Regions from separate parts of the Dromaius novaehollandiae genome. Here region 1 is linked to region 2. The links are chromatin contacts, called in public Hi-C maps. All regions are on one chromosome and are shown on one strand. The core of a region is the stretch at or near the end of the contact, and the rest is flanking DNA. Distances in the headings are between cores, read along the strand shown. Region 1 has its middle 190 kb from the start of CYRIB. Region 2 holds the start of MYC (MYC proto-oncogene, bHLH transcription factor).

Region 1 (4,597 bases), core at 1,087-3,586, 700 kb before region 2:
CAATGACAACAAAAAAGAGTCGTTTTAACTGATCTGATTTACTGGGCAGCCACAGATAGACTCACACTGGCAGCAAGGCAGGGTGGTACCAGAGCAGAAATAAGCGGTGGGGTCTGAGAGGAAGAGCATTACTTCTGCTTGCCATGCTGGCTTGTGCTGGTTTAAAGAAAGCATGAAGCTGCAGGATAAGCTGCCTATAGACCCATTTAGACCCCCTGCACAGCCAAAACCTCCTACTTGCCTCAGCTTCACAGTGATGGGCCATTAACTGTGTTAAGTTAAAGGGCTGCAAAGGGAGGTCTGCTCTGCCAGCACCCCTGGCAATACCCCTGCCCAGCTTAATACCTCCGCACAGTCTTGGCCAGTTTGGTTCGATCAACTCCAATATCTCCTCCAGTGAGTTCCCTTTGCTGCTTCTCCTTTTGCTGTCTGGGGCTGCGTATTTGCGTTCTTAAGTTTAAAGCAAGGAGAAGGAAGTATTTTTTTCACACAGCGCGTAGCTGAGTTGTGGAACTCACTGCCACAGGATGTCTCAGGGGCCAAAATATAAATGAGTCTAGAAAAAGAGTTAGACAACACATGGAGGAGGGCTCTTCTGGGAGCTATTAAATATGATCTCAGGAAGGCCCCTATTAGCTAATGGACATGAAAAAGATCATCCTGTGCATAACCTGCTCTATTCTCTTCCTTAAAAATCTGCTGTGGACTAGGTTCAGGACAGGAAATTGGGGCAATTGGGCTTTTGGTCTGATCCAGCACAATAGTTCCTGTGCTTCACAAACAACTTCTTAATAATCTATGAATGAAATTTAGCACATGGATGTGCATCATCACACTTTCTGTGTAAATTATCATCTGCAAATGCAGTAGCTTATCTGGCAAACTGTGTGGCCACATATTCTCAAGGGAGAATATGATCCGGGTGTTAGCTTACAAACATGAAGTTATCCAGTTCTGCACAACGAAGATAAGTCCAACTATGTTTAACTTCCGGTGCATTTACTCCAGCTGGTATTCTGCTGTGGATACCGCGCACTTAAGAAAGCAGGATTGTGAAACTTGGTCCCTTTGGTATATAGCTTTAATTGTCACCAATTATTTATCCCACTGCAAAACAATTGTTTGCAACTGAAAATCTCCAAGAAAAACTTGGAGAGTGGATTTGGTTTTATTTGCATGGGCATTAATAGGCTGTGATCCCGTTGCAGCTGGTGCATTTGAGGCAGTGTAACAAAGAGGAGAATCAGGTCTTTAATATTTCACTGGCACCAAGCTGCCTTTTCCCCGAGTCGGAAACATCAGAGGTGGGGAGAGCTCCTTCCCGTGTAATCTGTCCCACCTCGCTGGCAGCACAGGGATAGTTCTTCAAAGGCAATTACAAACATTTTGATCAGTAGGGTTTTCACAGCAAATGCTTTGTGAAACAAAGCTTCTCCTTAAGTGACGGGAAGAGACAAAGATCCCACGCCAAAATGTTTTGAAGTTGAAAAGACCAGCACAGTTATCACGTTGCTTTTGACTTCTCTCCCTGCATTGCCCTGGCTGATTTTATCTCCTGATTGTGCGAAAGCTTTTCAAACCAGTGCCATTACCTAGTGCTGGCCCATGGCACGTCCCGGCTGCTAACTAACACGACCACGCTAAATAATTTAGGAACTGTATCAGGCGAGAGAGGGTTTCCTCCCTGCTGGAAAATCCTTGGTGGTGATGGCAGGGATTTATCAGGAAAGAGGGAGAGTGACACGGGTGGCTTAGGCGATGCACCCAGCACTGTCCCCTTACTTTGTCGGTAAGAAAGTCCACAGACAGCTCCCAAATATCCTTTCGCAATGGCCTGTGACAAAGACGTGGGAATTTCGGCACTTAACCAAGCCGCAGCAGGGCGAGTGGCGAGGCGGGGGCTCCTGGCCGTTTCAAAGCCAGCGAAATATGAAGTGGTTTCATTCAGAAAGGCAGTTTCTGCTTCTCATTCAGAGAGGGAAGCTTGCGACAGGAGCCAGCGAGGTGGCGGGGGGAAGTAACCTTTACACGCAGTGGGAAACTGAATTCATTGAAGAAATACCTCCCCCCATCCCTACCCGTCTCCCGAGCCGGTCTTCTGCCTGGGGAGAGATAATCTATCAGATACCGACCACACTCTCGTTTTTCTCAATGAAAAGTAGGAAGCTCTCAAAGCAAGGCAAACAGTTCCCGCTTCCTCCGCGCCGGCCCGAGCAGCAACGGCTTACGAGCTGACTTGGGGGCCGGGGAAGAAACGGCTCTTTGTGGGGTTTGGCCTTCACGGCTGTCGCTCTGGTGCGCGAGTCGTGCGGCTGAAGCCTCCCGAGCGGGCTGCCCGGCCGTTCAGCATTCCGCGCATTCCTGCCGCCCGCTGACACGGAGCCCATTCAAGCGGCACCTCCCGCGGCCCAGCGGCGGCGGGAAACCTTCGCGCCGGCTAATGGGGGCCGCGCGGCGCCCTCGCCCGCGCCCGCGCTTTGGGCCGGGCAGTCCTGTCCCTCCGGGGCCGCCCGCCGCCGGGACGGACGCGGCAGGGAGAGCGGTGGGAGAAAGGGGCTGGAGGGCCACCTCCGGCGCCCGAGGGCTGAGCACCCCCGGCCCCACAGCGCCCTGGGAAATATAATCCCACATATAATGCCGGCAGGTGAAACCGAGGCAGCCAGAGGAGGGGGTCTGGAAAGACTTTTTGAGAGATGGGGCCCTCCAGTCACAGATGGGCCTCAGAGGGGGAGCTGGGAGGAGAAGCAAAGTCAAGAGGCGAAGCTATGGTGGGTCTCTGGGCTTCAGCAGCCAACAGCCAGCTCCTCAGGTCCAGCCTGGCGCGAAGGGTACCACATGTCTCTCCTGAGTGTGGGCAAGGCCTCATAAAGCCTTAAAATTCAGGAGAAAGTGACAATTTTTGCCCTCATGGGTGGGTGGAAAGCTTCATCCTAATCCTGACTCCGGCGGCTTGGCAAACCCTGGCTCCACTGACGCTGAGCGTGACCGAAGGGGAAGGTTACTCTTGTCTCATTCCTTTGTAAAGTGGGAACAATAGTAATAATTAGAAGAATTAATAAGAATGGTGCTTTCTTTCTGTGTCACACAGGAAGTGTTTTAAGGTTCATCAGTACAGCAGGGTCTTGCATTTTGAGGGGAGACCAAGAGTTGCCACTGCAATACAAATATCATTAAGGAGACTTAGAGACAAAAATATCACAAAAGTGACTACACCTATTGGAAAGAGTGAGAATTTTGCTTGGCTACCTGGCTTTGAAAGCACTTAAAAAAGCAAGAAGTCTTGAGGGTATCAATAAGATGGCTCCACTGAAGAAGGACTGCAGGCACAGGCAAGCGCCGGGGACCCAAGCAGTGGCAGGATAGGAATAATCACAGTTATATTTTCTCAATGTGTCATGGTTTCTCATTTTCTGAGAATTTCAGTGACAGGTAGGAATTTGGAAGCTTTTGTAGGCTGATAACAATGGCCGTTAGGATATGACAAGTTTGAAAGACAGGCATATGTTGTCCCCAAAGATATGCAACACTAACCATCCATGCATCATCTGTGGATGAATGTTTACATCTTACAGCTTTCTGAATCAACTGTCACTTTTTCTCATTCTCTTCCTCCCCTTTTTTTTTTTTTTTAATGAATGAAGTCTGAAGCAAGCCAGACAGAAAGGAAGGCTGCAGCATATTTTATAGCTTGTGTTTCCTTCTGGTAAGGATGTTACATTTGCTGAAGTGAATTTCTGAAAGAGATGTGGAAGGGTTTTCTGGTCAGGGTTAGGGGATATTTCACTTGTGCAGGAAGTTGCAAAAGCTGAACAGAAAGTGTATATTCTAGAAGTTTCAATTTAAAAAAAATAGGCTGAAGGGTAAAATTGCAAAATATCAGCTGAGGCTCAGAAATCCAGTTCATTTCATAGTCTTAGTAAAGGACAAATAAAGGATTATTAGTTAATGCTAATAATAACGGCAATATTTCTTTAAATCCAAGACATCAGAATATTTTTCTGGCTAATCTCTTTTATTGAACTATTTTGAAAACATGTATTTCTATGATGCATTTCTACGACAAATGGCAGCTGTCTTTTACAGGAACTGGTTCAGCCAAGAGTCTTTGGGCTGACCATGGGGAGTTCTTTGGGGCAGGGATGGATGCTGTGCTTATACATAGCCTTATTTGAGTTTAGGGATCTTCAGCATGCTACTGCCAAGCAGGTCACCAACACAGTAAGAAAGAGGAATGTTGCTCTGTTGTCCAGAGGGGACACAGAAGCTGATTTGAGTGGAGACTGTGCTTGAAATGTCTGCAATACTGCACATATCAGTGCATCAGGGAGTGGAGGTTGGTATCTTAGCTTTGCTCTGGTAAGGAGCTGGGTTTTCCCATTCATTGGTCCTAGATTCAAGGCACAGAGCTTTCTTACAGAAGTGTAGCCTGAGTGAGCGAGATACCCAGGGGATGTGAAGGGAGTGTTGGCACAGGCAGAGTTATACCTTATTGAACCGTAGGGATTCATAGTTTCATCGATTTTAGTGTCAGGAAGAGTCCATTGTAGCTGTCAGGCTGACCTCCTGTGTCACATGGGTGAAAGATGCTCACCCCAAG
Region 2 (4,609 bases), core at 483-2,982:
CCGCCTGGTAGGAGGCCAGCTTCTCGGAGACCACCTTCTCCAGCTTGGCGGCGGCCGAGAAGCCGCTCCACATGCAGTCCTGGATGATGATGGACTTGACGAAGGACTCGTCGTCCGGGTCGCAGATGAAGCTCTGGTTGACCATGTCGCCCCCCAGGAGCTCCGTCACCATCTCCAGCTGGTCGGCGGTGGAGGGGAAGCAGGAGGCGGCGGCGGCCAGGCTGGAGCGGCGGCTGGGCGAGAGGGGCGGCGTGGGCAGCAGCTCAAACTTCTTCCAGATGTCCTCGGACGGGGCGGGCGGCTGCAGCTCGCTGCCCCGCTGCTGCGCCGCCAGGTAGAAGTTCTCCTCCTCCTCCTCGAAGTAGAAGTAGGGCTGCACCGAGTCGTAGTCGTAGTCGTAGTTCTTGCTGGGGAAGCTCGCGTTCAGCGGCATCGCGGCGGCTGGTGCCTGCGGGCCAGAGGGGGACACGGCGGGCGCCGGGTGAGGCTGCGCCCCGCCGAGCGGCTGCGCGGCCCCCAGCCCGCGCCCCGCGGCAGCCCGCGGGCGCGCACGGCTCCCTCCCTGCTCCCCGCTCCGGGCAGGCGGCGCAAAGCGCCATCGCGACGGTAACAACAACAATAATAAAAACGATATTAAAAAATGCGGGACTTCCCCCCACCTCCTCCGAGCCCCGACGGGGCAGGCGGGAGGCACCAGCCCTCCCCTGCCCCGATCCGGCTGCCGGCCCCGGCTGCCGCAGCCCGGACCACCCTGCCCGAGGCCTCCCCCGGCAGCTCGGCCGCTCCGACGCCGCGCACCGCTCCGCCCGCGCCCGCGCCCGGCCGTCAGCGCCCCCGGCAGGAGCCCCCGTCCCTGCCGCCGCGCCGGCCCCATCGCTCCTCCCGCGGCCGGCAGCCGGGCGGGAAGGGGCGGCCGGCCCTCGCCGGCCCCCGGGAGCGCCGGGCGGCTGCCCAGCCGCCCACCTGGGCTCGCGTTAACGCGCAGGGACGGCAGGGACCTTGGCAAAGTTTGCCGAATTTTGTCATATATGAAAAAAAATATATAATATATATATATACACGTACACACACACAGACGTATAAACGCATATATATATATATATATTATATATATATGTATATAGCCAATACGTGCAATAATCATAACCTGCCCCTCCACAGGCTGGAGATGCAGGCGCTTTGCCCCCAAATTGGAAAACCCGAGCTCAGAAAGAAGGATGGGGGACTCCGGCGCCCCGGCAGAGCAAAGCGTCCCTCCGGCTGCACCGTCGGTATCCACATCGCCGGCGCGCAGCCCCGCCGGCAGCGCGGGTGTCACCAGCCCGTGTCAGTCCAAGGCACAACCGCGGGGGGATCAACTGATGGGCGAGCGGAGCTCCGCGACTCACCGGCTTCTCCAACGCACCAGCTGCGAGGCGTAGCGAGGCAATTATTGCGAGCGGCGCGGGGAATCACAAAACAAGGAAAAAAATATATATAAAAATTAAAAAAAAGGAGGAGAGGACGGGAAAAAAAAGACAAAAAGCAGGGGGACTATAGCTGTCTTCCTCCCAGCACGGCTGAAAAAAAAAGGAGCGACGGAGGGAGCAATCGCCTTTCCCGGCGTGCGGCGGGGGTTGTACGGTCCAAGGCAGCGCGGCGCGCTCCGTGTGCGGATACAATAGAAGTTTAGTTGCTTTCCTCCTTTAAAGCGCCGGCGAGGAGCGGGGGAGGTGCCGCGGGGCGGGGGCTGCACCGCGGGGCCCCGCTCGGCGCCCGCGCCCGCCGCGCGCTCCCGCCGCGCGCCGCCGCCCTGCGGAGCCGCCCGCGCGCCCGCGCCGCGAGGGGGCGGGCGGCGCCGCGCCGCGCGCTTTTGGGGGCCTGCGGCGGGGGGGTGCGCGGAGGGGCGGGGGGGGAGGAACCCCCCCTGCGGAGCGGGGGGGCCGGCGGTGCCGCGCGCCACGACGGGCTTTTTACTACGAGGAGAGGTCGGAAGTAAACATAGTAAAAAAAAAGAAAAGAAGGAAAAAAAAAGAAAAAAAAAAAAAGAAAAATACTAGCAGGGATTAAAAGGCCGCTCCTCGCCGCCCGCCGCCTCGCTCCCCGTTCCTCCGCCGCCTCCCTCCGCGTTCTCAGCGGCGAGCGATGCCCCCCTATGGCAGCGGCCGGCCGTAGGGGCTTTCACCTTTCTTTTTTTTCTCTCTGTCCCACCCCACCCCCAGAAGAGGCGGGCGCTGCGAGCAGACTAAGGCGGCGGGGAGGCCGGGGCATGGCAGGAGGGTGAGGATGAGGCAGGGCGCAGGGGCGAAGGCGCCGGCTCCGCACAAAGGAGCGTGTGCGGCTCGGGCATCCCCCGCGCTCCGCTGCCTCGTCCCCGCGAGTGCCCGCGCCCGCCGAGGAGGCGGCGGGGGGGGACACGCAGCCCCACGGGGGTCACCTTGCAGCCGCCCCCCTCCGCGGGCAGCCGCCACCGCCGCTTTGCACCGGGGTCTCTCCCCACGCCGGCCCGCGCTGCCCTCCCGCCGGCGGCTGCCGAGCCCCGACGGGGCGCCCGGGCTCGGCCCCCCGGTGCCGGCGGGCTCGGCGGGCCCGGCCGGAGGGATGCCACACCGTTACGTCTCCGCGGCCGCCACAAAATGCCCCGTCCCGCCGGCGCTGCGCAGCGCTGCGCGCCCGCCCGCGCCCCCCGCCTAGCCCCGAGAGCCGGCACCCCCGCGGGGGACGGCACCCCCGGGCGCCCCGCAAGCGGGGCCTGCCGGGACCTTTCATACATGTATTTATTCCTCGCCAGCCCCCTCCCCCTTTCATTAATTAATTTATTAATTTATTAATTTATTTTTCCCGAGCGAGCCTCCCCCGCGGGAGCAGCCGCGAGCCCGGCGCTGCCCTCGCCGAGCCTCCGCCGAGGGGCCCCGGCGAGGCGGCCGCCGGCACCGAGGGGCCGGGCCGGGCCCCGCCGTTTCCACGGCCCCGCCGCCGCTACCGTGGGCCCATCGCGCCCTCTCCCGGCCGGCCGCGCCCGCGGGAGGCAGCGCGCAGCCCGGCGGCAGTGCGGGCACCTGCGCCGCGGCCCCTCCGTGGCACCTTGGGCTGCGCTCCACGTCCCCCCCCCCCCGCCCCCCCCGAAAAAAAAAAAAAAAATTTTTAAGTGACAATATCTGCAAGGTTTGCGAGCATCACCCTCCCCGCGAAGCGCGGCGCCCCGCCTGACATTTCGGCTCCCTTCTGCTGCCCGGCGCCGTTGGTTTCGTTACCCAGCGGAGGAAGGACTGATTTACGGAGAAAGAGTAAAAACACTTACCGAGCTTGGTCAGACAACAACCTGAGCCGTTGTACAGTCATCGTGTGGATGCTTCGCCTACTGACATTTTAAGAATCACATTTACCCTAGCTCAGAGATGGCTTAAAATACATACTGCTATTTTTTTAAAAAAAACCCATCTCCTCTGTCTGCAGCAGACCTTCAGGGTTGCTGATGTGAATGGAAATAATGTGACTAAAGGCAGGCCTGAACTCAGGCAGAAAGGTGCAAGAGCCAAATTAATCTAGTTATAACTGTAGTGTAAAACTTGGTGTAGGCACTTTCGTCTGTTTAAGCACGGCATCAGAGTAGCCTGACACGCAATAAATGTCCTCAGAATGGTTCATGCCGTTGCAACGCAGCCGGTGCTGGTAACAGTAGAAATATTTTTAAATTACTCCAGTGCAGACAGGGTTGAAAATTATAAGCCTGTCCATGATGCAATATAATCATATGCAGAGCAATTAACTGTAGCATCACAGAGGATTATGACTTGAAGTGAGGAATAAGTAACATGAGCAGATGGACTCCTAAAATACCCTGTTTTCGTATGAGTTGAAAAACAGGAAAGGAGGATTGGAAGAAATGTGCTATTAAAACAACACAGCTTTCGGAGGAAACAGTCTCTAAAATATTCTGTAGGATTTCTTCGGGTCTCCTTGGACTGTAAGTTCACTTTTTCTTGGGGCGCCAGCTCTGAGGTGTGCCAGGGCAGCTCTTACATGCCAGCTTTAGCACCGAGGAAGAAAGACATTTGGCTGTGATTTCTTATGTCCAACCCAAGCTGTAGAAGAATACAGAGTAAGATACAAAAGGCACAAGTATAAATTCCCAGTAAAAAAGGTCATTTCGAAAAAATAGCTGGTATAGGGGAAGAATAAGTACACAAATATAACATTAAGGATACGGCAGAGTCAAAGCGCTTGCTTTGACGTGGGGAGTTTAATGATAAATAGGAAATGGGAGGGCGGCTGAGCCAATAACCTGGGTGGAATTTGTATGTAGTGACCGAACGGGAACTTGTGAAAACCAGAACAAAAGCAAAAATGGAGGAAGGAGCAGAGATGGTGGAAAAAGCTCTCACAGCTCTGTGTGTTTGGAAACCCCTGAGATAATTCACAAAGTTATTTGTGCCCATGTCACTTGCTGTACATTGTATTTTCAAGGTATATCTGTAATTTTTTTTTAGGGAAAATAAGCTGTATAATAATTTTAGAGTCACCAATGATTTTGTAGCTTCCTTCAGAAATATCTGCCAAAATTCTCGCTTGAGCTCTTCACAGCTTTGCAGGTCGCTGGCCTTCCTCCCAGTGAGAAGTCGGGAAGCGC

The links. A called contact is a pair of places that touch in the nucleus more often than the background predicts.
Region 1: a contact with region 2 is called in a Hi-C map of brain, with 7 times the contacts expected there. The contact joins the enhancer-like site here to the promoter of MYC in region 2. A contact is called at or near these places in 2 of 4 Hi-C or Micro-C datasets (brain and liver).

The regions. Positions count from the first base shown.
Region 1 is chr2:159,649,955-159,654,551 of bDroNov1.hap1, reverse strand. No RefSeq gene overlaps it. Among named protein-coding and RNA genes, the nearest start is that of CYRIB, 190 kb to the left of the region's middle. Within about 2 kb of position 2,336, at least 2 of the 2 cell types and tissues checked have open chromatin away from gene starts, as enhancers often do.
Region 2 is chr2:158,953,746-158,958,354 of bDroNov1.hap1, reverse strand. It overlaps MYC (MYC proto-oncogene, bHLH transcription factor), which reads right to left and starts at 1,732. Exons shown (of 3, transcript XM_064507863.1): 1 at 1,389-1,732; 2 at 1-448. The coding sequence starts at 433.